2 separate regions of the Zea mays genome follow, and region 2 is linked to region 1. Evidence: chromatin contacts called from public Hi-C data. All regions are on one chromosome and are shown on one strand. Each heading gives the region's core, a stretch centred on a gene start, on an enhancer-like site or on the middle of the called end of the contact. The rest is flanking DNA. Distances are from core to core; before and after follow the strand shown. Region 1 holds the start of LOC103643322. Region 2 holds the start of LOC100281480 (protein kinase).

The links. Hi-C and Micro-C count contacts between places; a contact is called where the count stands out from the background.
Region 2: a Hi-C map of ear shows a contact between it and region 1, with 2.6 times the contacts expected there. The contact joins the promoter of LOC100281480 here to the promoter of LOC103643322 in region 1. A contact is called at or near these places in 4 of 25 Hi-C or Micro-C datasets (bundle sheath, ear, endosperm and 1 more).

Annotation. Positions count from the first base shown.
Region 1 is chr1:223,141,965-223,148,677 of Zm-B73-REFERENCE-NAM-5.0, reverse strand. It overlaps LOC103643322, which reads right to left and starts at 4,200. Exons shown (of 2, transcript XM_008666473.4): 1 at 3,138-4,200; 2 at 1-365. The coding sequence starts at 3,612. The coding sequence ends at 340.
Region 2 is chr1:223,321,135-223,327,775 of Zm-B73-REFERENCE-NAM-5.0, reverse strand. It overlaps LOC100281480 (protein kinase), which reads left to right and starts at 3,974. Exons shown (of 4, transcript NM_001154398.1): 1 at 3,974-4,308; 2 at 4,890-6,267. The coding sequence starts at 5,209.

The DNA of each region.
Region 1 (6,713 bases), core at 2,951-5,450:
GATGAGGCCATCAATTCATTGCTCATTGTCAGAAATGTCAATAACATTTGAATCCAATCACAAAACATGTTTTATTCTGCAATAATACCGTAGCCTGGAACCTCAGGAAGAACGATGCACCCCCCCCCCCCCCCATCCATTGCATTTTTTTAATAAAAATCCACTGGTAGTGTTTTGTTCTGTGATTCTTTCCTCTTTCTTCCCCATTTTGGGTTTCCTCTCTTCCTTCATATATATGTTTCGCACATGAGAAATTTGACAGGTCATGTAAAAATGCTGTATACACATTGAAGCCAACTAAGAATGGAAATGGAGAAATCAGTTCTGAAGGGAAGACACTCATTGCTCCACAAAATTCTTGTTACCTACAGAATAGAGACAAGGGACAAACATCAGAAGGATTGCATCAGAGGCAGTAATTCTGCTCACAATAGGAATAACAAAAACAGAAATGATCAAATGCTATAACTATATTAGGACATATAAGATCGATGCTACAGAGAGATGATGATATCAATGAAGATGTTAGCTATAGAATCAAAGCAGGGTGTATGAAATGGGGTCAAGCATCGGGAGTTATATGCGACAAGAGAGTGCCACATAAGTTTAAAGGCAAGTTCTACAGGACAACGTTAGGCCTGCTATGTTATATAGGGCTGAGTGTTGGCCTACTAAGAGACAACATATCCAACAACTAAGTGTCGCAGAGATGCGTATGTTGCGTTGGATATGTGGGCACACAAGATTGGACCGAGTGAGAAACGATGACATACGCGGTCGGCTAGGAGTAGCGCCAATCGAAGAAAAGCTTATTCAAAACCGGTTGAGATGGTTTGGGCATGTCCACCGGAGACCCCCAGAGGCACCAGTGCATAGAAGCATCATAAGACGGGACAATGATGTGAAGAGAGGTAGAGGTCGACCAAACTTGACATGGGAGGAGGCAATCAAAAGGAACTTGAAGGAATGGAATATAACAATGGAGTTGTGTTTGGATAGAAGTGCTTGGAAAGAAGCTATCCACGTGCCCGAACCGTGATTAAGCCTTTTTCCTTTTAATGCTCTCAAAAGCTTTTCCCTCCCCTTTCTCTCTTTCTCTTTTTGGTGACACCTTGTTCGTTTTCAACTCTAGCCTACTCCAACTTGATTAGTACTAAAAGGCTATACTGTTGTTGTTGTTGTTGTTGAAGCATATAGAGAATACCCTCCGTCCCAAAATATTAGTCGTTTTAGAGAATTAATGGGTTCATACAATTCCTAATGCATGTGTTTTATATATGTGTCTAGATTCATTATCATCCATTTGGATATAGACATAAAAAACAAGAGCTAAAACTACTAATATTTTGGAACTGAGGGAGTATTTGTTATATATATTAGGCCATTGACATTAAAATGGTAGAATAGCACAATATTGGATGCAATTGTGGTTCCGGCAGAGAGCATGTTTTTCAATTGTAAATAGTCAAAAACAAAAGTCCATGCTGATTACCAACAAGGTCAAATATGGAAGATCCCATAAGCCAAATGAATAGATGAATACAGGATCAATAAAAGAGAGAAAATTATGGATATAGCACTTTAGAAAGGATTAAGGGTATGTTTGGTAGGGTTGTGGCTTAAAAAAACTGTTTTAGACTGTGAGCTGTGTGTTGTGGGATGTTAAAAAACTCAAAACCGTTTGATCGAAACCACTAAAAGCCGCTAAAAGTTCTTCTATATATATTTTCATAGTTCCATCTGAAAGCCACTAAAAGCATGTCTAGAGATGCTTTCATTTTTACACTGTGAGAAAAATTACTTTAAAAAAAACTGCTTTCAAGATCCAGCCCTTTGTTTTGTCTTTTAGCTTGTAAGGGACGAAAGCCAAATCCAAAAGTCAAACCAAACACACCCTATCACAATCATTTCTTTGTGTCTCGACTGATGCAAAGAAAACTACAGTGGTTAGAGATGGGATGCTCAGATTGAATTATCAGAGTTTGGTCAATCTGGAAGAACTGGTGGACACACTACATGTACAGAGATTTAAAACTGGAAAATCAAGATTTATTTAGAAATTTCGTATTTTACAACAATAAGGCTAACAAAAAAATAATAAGTTGCAGTCTGCATAGCAAGGCAGCAACGATTTGCAGTTCTGGGCCAAACTGTCCTGACTGTAGCAGCATGTGATCTGATAAGACAGAAGAGATGGTGCAAGAGGGAGGGGGCAAAGCAACATGGAAGCCAAAACCCAAAATGGAACTTTTCCCCTGGGCTCCATGTCTGACTCCCCACTAATGATCAACAATAACACAAAAGGCAAGGTTCTAAAAAACAATGACATATAGGGAGCAATCATTTTATATAGTGGATGGCTGGATGCCTGAATTTCCAATAGTAATAGTAAGATATGTTTGGGAAGACGCGAAAAGAATGGATGTGTAGGACAAAAGCTCAGACTAGCAAACAATAATAGGCCATAAGACTATCTCCAGCAGTTTACACATCTCTATCCTTATATTCAATCTTCACTCTGCAACAGTGTAGTATACAGTGCAAAATAATGTTTTAGGTTTGAAGACGGTCTAACTAAGATGTATGGTAGGACTAAGCTCAGTCCATTGCAATATTGAAGCTATCCAAACTAGACTAGACACAAAATTAAGGGCACATCTCCTAGAACAAAAAATGCAGTGCCATATGTTTATTTAATGCTGACCAATTTTTTGAGTTTTCAAGGTTTCCGATAAATTTATGATTACAATAGAAAAATTGATGAATATGACACATGATTAGAAGTTTCCAAGCAAACTCAGCAATTGATTCACAGCGTCACTAACCGACCTTATTAGTTGGAACTTGGAACATGGAACACCGCACACTGTACAAAAAGTGAGGGATACTGCTAATGTGATATTTTTTTGGGTAAAACGGTCGAAGGCATTCAACAGTTGATAACTAGAAACTTGCCAAATTTAGGGCATCATTTTAACAGGCTAAACAAGCAAGTTCAGCTATGTACTGTAATTAATTAGTACGTAATGTCTAACTACCTGCTCAGTTATGTACTTTAATTAATTAGTACGTGTTGTCTGTCTACCTGCTCAGTTATGTACTTTAATTAATTAGAAAGAGCAGCATATTGAGCTTACCAGAAACACCACCGTGACCGTGAGCGACACCACCAGGAGCAGGGAACTTGCCATCAGGACGGTCAGGCCGGTCAGCGCGGCCGCGGCGATAGCACCGCACGAGGACGGCGAAGCTTCCCTCGGAGTCAACGTCACTCTGGAGGTCCGGCGCGAGCGGCTCGAGCCAGCCGATGGACCAGTCGGAGCCGTCGGAGTCCGAGTCAGACAGGCAGCCGTCACCGTCGGACTGCACGATAACCATGCCGTGCTCGCCATCGACCTTCGCCTCCACGCGGCCACCGCGACGGCGGCTCTTGCCCTTACGCCGCTGTGCCGCGCCAGAACCAGGGTCTGGATCCCGGAACCCCGACGGGGAGTCCGGGAAGAGGCCTTCCGTCAAGGCCGTGCTCCCCGCCGGTGGCTCGCGGCCTCTAGGATTTCTAGTTCTGCTCCCCGGCCATATCCACTGGGAGAAGCGGCTCAGCGACATGGCCATTATGGGGAAAGAAAGAAATAAAAGAATGCTCGGGTCCTATCCGGGTGGAAATTGAGGGCAAAACTGACAAAATCAAAGTAAAGCAACAGAATAATCTGCGAGGAAGCCTTATCTTCTTCAAGAACTAACTAGACATCTGTCTCAACAAAAGTAGATTGGCAAAGGCGCTGCCTTTAAAGGAAATCAACAAGGTTGGATCGAGTGGAACGAAAGAAATCGCTGATAATTATATAGTGGTTGTTTCTCGGCGCAAATCAGAGGAGCAAGTAGAAAGCAACGGTAGTTTAAGAGTTTCTGAGACGAAATCTATCACCCGAAAAAATTGTCTCCACTCCACAGAAACGAGATGAACCAAGAACAGGCTGATTATAAAAGCCTCAAGGAGAGAAGGCGAGAGAGATTCGGCAACCGAAGAGATGGGAAGAGCTGAAAAAGGTTGTTGCGAGGTCGCCACGAGAATCTTGGGGTGGTGGAACCCGCTCCCTAGATTCGGATCTTTAGGTGTGGGGAAGAGGGAGAGTCGGAGCCAGAGAACTGCGTGACAACGAAGAAGAGGGGGCCTAGGACGCCGACGACCCAGATTGCGAGCCCAGCTTGGGGGAGATAGATCTGGGCCGTCTGCTGGGCGTGGCCCACGGCAACCAATCGTCCGCATGGAACGGATCCTTGCACGACTGATCGTCGGCCGTCCGACGTGCGAAGCAAGTTTCCGCTGCCGTTGGGAACTTGGGATTGTCGTCTCCTGCCACTTGTGTTGTGCGTGCTGGGCATGGGCTCATCATGGCATGCTCGTGATCGTCACTAAACAGTAATGTAACGTTTCTCTATCATCGACAGTGAGAGCTCATTTTAAAGAAACTGGAGCTTCGGAGGACTACAGAAGAAGAACGTCAGGAATAGGTCAAGGAGCTGACAGGAACGTCTACCCTGCTAAGGCTATCCGGAGCAGTTTTACCTTAGACCAACTCCAGCAACACTCCACATCCCACTCCGCATCCGCATTATACACGCTCTGAGTCACTATTTCGCTCTTCAGCAGCCTCCGCATCCGTCTCCGCAAAACAGACGCCGTGTACCTGCACTCCCCTTTTCCACGGTTTCTCTCTCCTCTCCGCAGAAGACTGCATGCGCCACCTCCTGCTCGCGGGCCCCGGCTGTCATAGACTCCGCATACAGTCTATGACAGCTGGGGCCCGCGAGCAGCTGGGGCCCTACATCTTTACTTACCACAGTGCCACAGTGGTTCCCCTACAAAATCCCCCTAAACCCCACCATACTATTAAAATATACATTTCGCTACAACTTCCTCAACTATCATCCTTCTATTTTCTTTTATTCTTTTATTCCCTTTGTTTAGACGCATGCAAGTATATGAGATATTGACACATAATATCATTTTTCATAGAACATTATTTCTCCATCAATTACCATACCAACCATTCAACATTATTTTTCTTTTTATTTCTATCGAAATTGTATTTGACATCTTCCAGACACACGCCCACGGTAACAGAAATCTTCACTCCCCACACGCCCACGGCAACAGAAATCCCCACTCCTCATTCCTTTCTTCTACAAAGCTCCACCAACAGATCTCGAGAAGCTGCTCGCTGCTTTCCGCATTTCTGTGCCATCATGGGAACCGTGGAGCAGAGAGCGGCAGAAAGCAGCGAGCAGGATGCAGATCCGAGACACGTCGTCTTCTTCCCCTCGCCCCGGCTCCGTCTGCACGCTCAGTCGGGCATCGAACATCCTCTGTGCCGTCATGGCGTGTCGAGCACGATGCACGCCACCGGTCACTATCGTCGGCACCTCCTGCCTCCCCTCTCTAGCGAGCCTCGATTTCAGCAGTAGCGCACGAACGAGATGACGGAGCAGGAAGAAGCCAATCGTCCTGCGTAGCGTTCCCCCGCATCTAGAGGGAGAGAGAGTGTTGCGGCGAGACAGGGGATAGCAAGAGGGCTGCGATGCAGGTGGAGGGATTCTATAGCCTCTAAAGTAGCGGAGGGGAAAGGAGGTTGGGAAGCACTGCAGACAATCTAATGCTACACAGAACTAGCCATCAGAAACGATTGACAATCAGATAGAGTAATGTTGGTTACTTAGTTTTTTATTTCTGTTGCTTTTAATTCCTGAAGGATATATAAAACAAGGCATATAAGTCAATTAATCTTCCTCTTCTCCTTTTAATTAAATTTTCCTAAAAAGATTAATTAAAGGAGAAAATGTTATATAAATAAATAATGAAGGAACAAAAAAGTCAAAGCATAATAATTTGATGAACAACTCATCTCAAACGTACGAACATGACTTTTCTTCGTTCCTTTATTAACAAATGTAATTGCAGTTATACATTCAGCTTTACAGAAAGCAATATGAAGACAAAAGAGAAAAACAGCTTCGTAGGTAAAACGAAGCAATTTGTCTCATTCAAAAAGTGTCCTCTATTTATAGCGGAGGATACAACTTCTAACAATCATGTACTCTAACCTATACATATGAACTATGAAATCAACTATAGGCATTGTCGTCTTTTCTCTTTGTAGTCTTGTTGATCAAGTCTTGAAGATTTCACCCTTCCCTCGTTGGTTCCTTTGTAACGTGTCCATGCCGCTGAGCCAAAGCATATAGCTTCGTCTTTGCAAATGCAATGCATGTACACCATCTTCAAACAAATGTGTACTTTACTAAAATAGACTTGGAAACAACAATCAAGCTAATGTCGGACCTTCGGCTAAGGAGGCCCCAACCGCTAAGATGACGACTCTGGTCTCATCTGAAGAAACCCATAGAGACGAAGATGTTCATGACATAGTGGAAATGGGAGCTACGATGCCAATTTCTGAGGCTATGAAAGCGACAACTGAGATAGGGGCCAATGAGGAAGAAGACATTGTGGAGAAAAGTGTCTCAAAAGCTAAAGAAGAGGACAATGACATTCAGCCAAAAAAGCTAAGTTACATTAATGAGAAGGATGGGGTTCACTTTGCTAGCAACGAGACCACTTCGCAACCGAAGGATGATGATATCATAGTTTTCAGGAGCTTTTTTCAAGCTAGACTTTGGCTGCCATTGTTCAAGATGATTGTCAAAGTCTTAAA
Region 2 (6,641 bases), core at 2,725-5,224, 180 kb before region 1:
AATGTTGAGGACTCCGCATCGTGATTGTGGTAGGGCCTCGGTTGCTCGGCCATCCTGAGGCCTTTGCCTTACGTAGCCCCTCTGTAGCATTCCATTAGAGCATCGTTGATGGCCCCTTCGCTCGTGGACCTGTGAAAACTGTTAGTAATAAAACAGAGTCTTCGACCGGTTAATTGAGGGTGTGTTCGGCCTCCACCCAAGACAGACCAACACGAGTCTTTTGCACGCACTTTGTCCTCACTCGTGCACACCCGGGAGAACTTCCCGGTCAGCCACCATCTCAAGATTGCTCTGGTCCAAGCACGCTTAATGTCACACCCAGTTTTGGAAGGTAAACCGAATGCGAACCATGTACGTGCCAGGATCAGAACTCACGTACACAGCGATTACATAATTGGACATCATCACACAATGCTTGAAATAAATAGCTGAAAGGTACTTAATTACATCAAGATGTCCAAGACATCCACAAAGTCTATTACATAACCATTGTCTTTAGCATAACTATCAAAGTGCGGAGAAACGAAACGTAGATGATAAGCCTACACATGCAGTTGACTGGGGGTTTGCCACTAAGGTAAACTAAAACTCATCGTATTCTTGGAACTCCTCGAAGTCCTCCATGTTGCCAGCATCACCTCCTGAGCACTGAGTACAGTGGGGACAACCTGGGGTGGGGGTGGTGTGTAAAGCAAGGGTGAGTACACATCAATGTACTCAACAAATGTCCTGTTTGGCTAAAGTGGACTAGTTGTATGTGGGGTTGAGGTCAAGCAGTTGCTTTTAGGTTAGTCAAGTATTTAGTATTATTAGTAGAGCCAAGTTTTAGTAATAAACCCAGTTATTACCCAAAAGTACTCCCTCAAAAGAGGAAATACCAGAAAATCAGAATTATATCACCATTGTTAACCATCACCATAAAAGTATCCAAAGTTCTTCTAATCAAAGAGGATCCCAAGGCTGCTCTTAACCATGAGCTCGGCTGATATACCGGTTTTTAACACTCTGTAGAGGTTGTACACTTTACCCACAAGTCGTGATCCCTTTCCAGCCTGGGTTGTACAGACCCGATCTTCACTACCAAGGTGAATGGCTAGGGATACACTACGTAGCCTTTACAAAGACTCCCCTGGTGTATAGTTGCTCGTTAGGTTTTGCCAGTCGTACAAACGCAGTACACCTCCCCAAAGTGGGTGACTAACAAAACCAAATCGAATGAACCTCTGCACCCCAACCTTGGCAGAGCGAGCACTACGCCCGGTCCCCATTGACGGCCCTCAGGCAAAGCCAACTACACCCCCAGGTTCATCTAATTAATCAGCTAAGGGCGTCCCATTCCACCCTCATGGTTGCACTGTTATCCCGGGTGGTCACTCCACGAACAGGTCCTTACGGAGAGGTAATCAGGAAAAAGGCCTGAGTCCCCTAAAGTATCACAAGATCATCAACATAATCAGGATAAGAATATCGTACCATAAATGTTCACATCATGTTCATTGATTAAAGTCAAGGCAATAGCAAAATGCTAACCATGATAACCCAAAAGGTAAACAAGGATAAGTGAATACAGATTAGTCAATCCTTAGGTTTCATAAAGTAATGCTGACAGCGAGCCAGGGGCACAGGGCGCGCGTACGCGAAACGGTATCCACGATCTGGGTCGTGCGATCAAGATCGGACGGAGGGGATCAGACCGGGGAGGGGTGAACGGCTGCGGGCGGTGCTGCTCATCTCCGCAGCGGTGAGGTCGACGGAGTTGAGGCAGACGCGTGCTAGGGTGGCTCCGGGGTCGCCGGGATTGGGCAGAGAGGGAGAGAACGTCAAGGCGAACTCAGTGGCGGGGAAAAGGCCACGAATCCGCGGATAGAGAGGGGAGAACGGTGGGGAGAAAGCCTCGGGCGGGTCGGAGGAACTTCGGTGAGGGATTCCGGTCGTGGGGAGGGGGCTTGAGGCACGCTAAGGCCTAGGATAGCTTCAGCAGAGGCAGGGGTGACACAGGGACCAACATCGGGCACTAGGCCGGGCTAATTTGGCTGGCCACCGCGCGGGCGCAATGGACCACCACGGCCGAGCACCGGCGATGCCAAAATTGGCCGAGCATAGAGCGAAATCGGGGAAATTAAGCACGGGCAAAGGTGTCTCACCTCGGGGTGGCTTGGCGCGGTCTCCGTCGAGCTAGATGGCCGGGGAAGCGGGCGCGGGTCTCTGGTGGCGTGGGCAGAGCGCGAGAGAGGGCGGAGCTGTGCAAAATGAGGCGGGGGAGTGAGTGCGGGCTCTGGCGGGGCTCTAAGAGGGAGTTGGGGGCGCGTGGGTGGCGTCATGGCCGAGAATTCCGGCGACATGCGCGAGTGCGCACGCGCCGGTCCACGGCGAGGGCGAGGAGGGCGGAACTGACAGGGAGGGTCCACGACGCAGAGAGAGAAGGGGCGCATGGGACAACGGCTCAGCGCCTGGCAGAACGGGCCCGCGAGACAGAGAGAGAAGAGGGACGCGCGCGGGCGAAGCAACTGGCGCCGACAGGTCGGCTCCACTGGGCAGCGAGCGAGAGGAAGGGAAGGGAGCGCGGGACAGACTGCCGCTGACAGGCGGGACCCGCCTATCAGGGGCGGCTGGCGCGCGGCCTGGCTGGGCTGGTTTGGGCTGCTTTCCCTTTTTCTTTTTCTCTGGATTTTCTAATTCCTTTTCTATTTCTTTTCTATAGGGTTTTCAATTCCAAAATCAAATTAGGTTTCAAATTCAAATAAATTCAAACATGTGCAACACTTCAAAGAATATTTTAAGCTCAGCATGATGCAAATGTCATGATTCATAATGTTTTGGCAAAAATAAATAATTAAATCCCCCTAACTTTAAGCTAATTCTACTAAAAAGGAAGAGAGAGGGAGAGACAATCTATAGATAGATAGAAACTAGAGAGAGAAGAGTAACACATGAATTTGGGTGATAATTAGAAAGAAAATTTATATCCCCAAATTCAAGGTGATACACTTAACCCAGAGGTTCTTTCGAGGTAGGCTTACAAAAAAGAAGATGCATCTTGTTGATATGAGTACTATATTAATTATATTAAGCCTTAGGCTAGGATATTACCATCCACTAGGGGTCAGGATATCACATGGAGACAACATCGTCATTTGTTTCGAAGCATCAGTAGACACGATGGCCTCCTTCGTTTCCAGATTAACTGCTTCGTGGAAAAGAGAGAGAGAAAATAGATACACATGGTAACATGTGGGGTCCACATGTCAAATATGATCCTGTTTAGACCTAATTGAGACCCGAACAACGATTATGGACCCAACGGACACACTTTCAAAGTTTGTGGATCAGGATGACATATGACGATAAGTTTAAGTACCGAAAATGTATTTTACTGTTTTGAGGATCTTGGGGACATTACGATCTTGAGCGACATTACGCCAACAAACTACTTTATGTCTTGCCGTGTTCCCACAACCTCTAAAATAAAGCGAAAGATCTCCAAAAGTCTGGCAGCAAACGGATCCAGTAACACCGCAGCTTCCCGTAATAGAATAGGCTATGACCATGGACCGTGCCTGCGACTCGCGGCACCCAGCCATACGGGGACACTATCCTTCACATGCACGAGGTCCACATGGATCTGAGATGGTACCACTAGCAGGGTAGCAGCCCACGCTACGAAATACATGAGAAGACCTGTCTCGCTTCTCACGCACCTCCGCCGGCCCACCCCCCTCACAAAAAGAAGCACCATACGTACATGCTTAATTAATCTAAAAAAAGTCGTATCCAATAATTGACCGTATAATATTCGTTGAATCGGTGACTTCGCACGTAAACTTCGATCTCGATCTAACTTTAGTGTAGGAATAGTATTTTAAAATTTAAAAAAAGTATTCGGATGACTCCCATCGTGTCACGTCAGGCCACATAGCACGCACAAAGCCGGCAGGATTGGTGCTCATGCGGGACTAGGACGGCGACGGGGACGCCGGCCTCCCCCAGCACCTGCCCGCACCGAAGGCCGAAGCCGCTGGATTCGCCAAAGCAATAAAAACCTTTGGCGGCCTCTCCATCGCAACATTTTTCTCATCCTCCTCCTCCCCCCCGCGCCGCGCGAACTCCGCTTCCAGGTTTCCGGCGTCGCCTGGCCGCCTTCCTTACCGGCGCGCAGCTTTGGATCCGTACCGTCGTCCCTCCTTCCGTCGGCCGCCTTTTATTGCACAGCACACCCACGTTGATGCGCGTTCCTCCCACTTTCGTGGCTGCCTTGCTTGCCTGGTGCCTGCTCGTTCGCGGCTGGCGTCGTCCGCTCCTCACGATCGGGTAAGCGGCGGCGACGCCTCTCGCTCGTCTATGTTGATGATTGTGAGGAAGGGTCGTCTTTGTTGAATGTTGATGATTGTGAGGAGGGGGCGAAGGCCAATTCCTGTTTGGATTTGGGCACCGGTTGGTTGGTTACGTTTTGCGTCGCGTCGTCAGGGACGACGGGGTGTGTGTGTGTAACTGTGTATAGTGGGATTTGAATTCCGGCTCCGCGTCATGCTTCCCGCAGATTCGCGTTTCTCGCGTGCCCGTACCGCCCTGCCGCGCCGCTCGCCCGCCCGCCCTTTTCTTTTTCTTGACCTTTCTCTATTTCCACATTATGCTATGGTGATGCTTCCCGCACGTCTCTGTTTTTTTCCACGCCGAAGTCCGGATCCGGCACGGTTCGTCGCGCTTCGATCCGAAACTCCTCTGTTCGTAGACGTAGCTTGTGGCTTTTGACCGTTTTTCTTTTCTGGCGACTTCAATTTCAAATAAGAATTCATCTACGTTTCTTTCTTTCTCGTTGACCAAGCGTATTGATCTCTGACGTCTGCTGCCTCTGCTTTCGAATTGGTTTGTTTCATTCATCGAATCTGCAGAGCTATCGAGCGGGGCAGAAGGTTCGGTTCGGGGTCCTTCTTCAACAAGGAAAGGGAGCAGCACTACCAAATGTGGCGCTTGTTTAATGACCTGTGGGATGTGCTAGGATCCGGATTCCTCTCGTCCAGATTTCTCTGATCCAGCTGTATCGGGAATACGGGACCATCTCGTTGGTGGCAGCGAAGCAGACATCCACCAAGACCAAGGCACCAATCCGCCTCCTGCGCGCGCTCCATCGCTCTTATCGTTGACGACACGAGCGGCTGCCAATTCCTGGGCTCGCCATTGGTTGGTGGCCTCGGGATCTGAGAGAGGAAGATGGACGACGAGGATTACTCGTGGGTGCGGCGGACGCGCTTCTCCCACTCCGTCGTCCGCTCCAATTCCGGGAGGGAGCAGTTCGGCGCATTCGTCGAGCAGTTCAACCGTGGGGCCGCGCTCAGGCAGAAGGGCTCCGCCTCGGGGTTCAAGCTCCATGGCCTCAACATGGAGCCAGGGACGAGGTTGTCCACATCGTCCCTTCCGACGACGAGCTCGTTCTGCGCCCAGCCCAAGCCCAAGCCTAAGGACATGTCATCTTCAGACGCCAAGCCGGGGCAGCACGCCAAGGCAGTCAGCGATCGCCCGTCGTCGCAAGAGGCATCGGCGAGGAAGGAGGACGATGCCAAGGCTTCAAACGGAAAGAAAGGAATTGGCAAACTCAGCGTGGCCGTACCTCGGGTACCCGCGGTTCAGAGCGCGGAGGTTGAGAGCCCGGGAGCACTCGAGTTCTCCTTCCACCCTGACGAGCAGAGCCTGAAGCTGCAGAGAGCGTGCTCAAGCCCTGCCCCGTTCCCGCGGAAGAAAACGCCCGGCGATGATGCCCTCACGCGCAGCTCGTCGCTAAGTGTGCTCGGCGAGGCGCCCAAGACGAAGCAGAGGGCGAGGTCTCCCCTCCCGTCTCGCCACGTTGCTGAAGTGTTTCAAGAGGCCAAATCAGCCACCAAGAGGTTCTCCACTCCGCCGCCGCCCCGGAGATCCGCGTCTTCTCTAGAGCTGAATGGTTGTCCTCCAGCGCCGGTGACGGTGAGGGCACCGGGCAAGCTGAAGAATAGGAAGGAGGGCCATGCCAACGGGAGGATGAAGGTTGCTGCAACTGCACTGGAGGTACTCGAGAAATGGTCCGTCGATCGCTCCCAGCTGCTCATTGGGCACAGATTCGCGTCCGGGGCTCACAGCCGGTTGTTCCACGGAATCTACAAAGAGCAGCCTGTTGCTGTCAAGTTCATCAGACAGCCTGATGATGAGGAAGATGCAGAGCTGGCTGCTCAGCTTGAGAAGCAGTTCCACACCGAGGTCGCCACTCTGTCACGCCTCAATCATCCTAATGTCATCAAGGTAACTGACGACTTTCCGTTTTGTGATATTTTTATTTATGATGATTATGCTAACATGATTCTACACTGGCTGTGGAACAGCTTGGAATGTCAAATTATTTTATTGCGTGCATGAGGTTTTCTAGTTATTTTACTTTGCTAAAATTTGGGTTTAGATGCAATCATGGTTATATGGTCAACTAAAAAGAAATTTGATTATTGATGTATATGCAGTATTCTACTACCTCCGTTCACAAATATATGAAACTATTGACTTTTTTTCAAAAACTTTGACCACTCGCCTTATTCAAAAATGTAAAATTTTAAGTTAAGCACAAACTACTTTAAGTGATAAAATAAACCAAAAAATAACTCATTATTTTTTAAAATAAGATG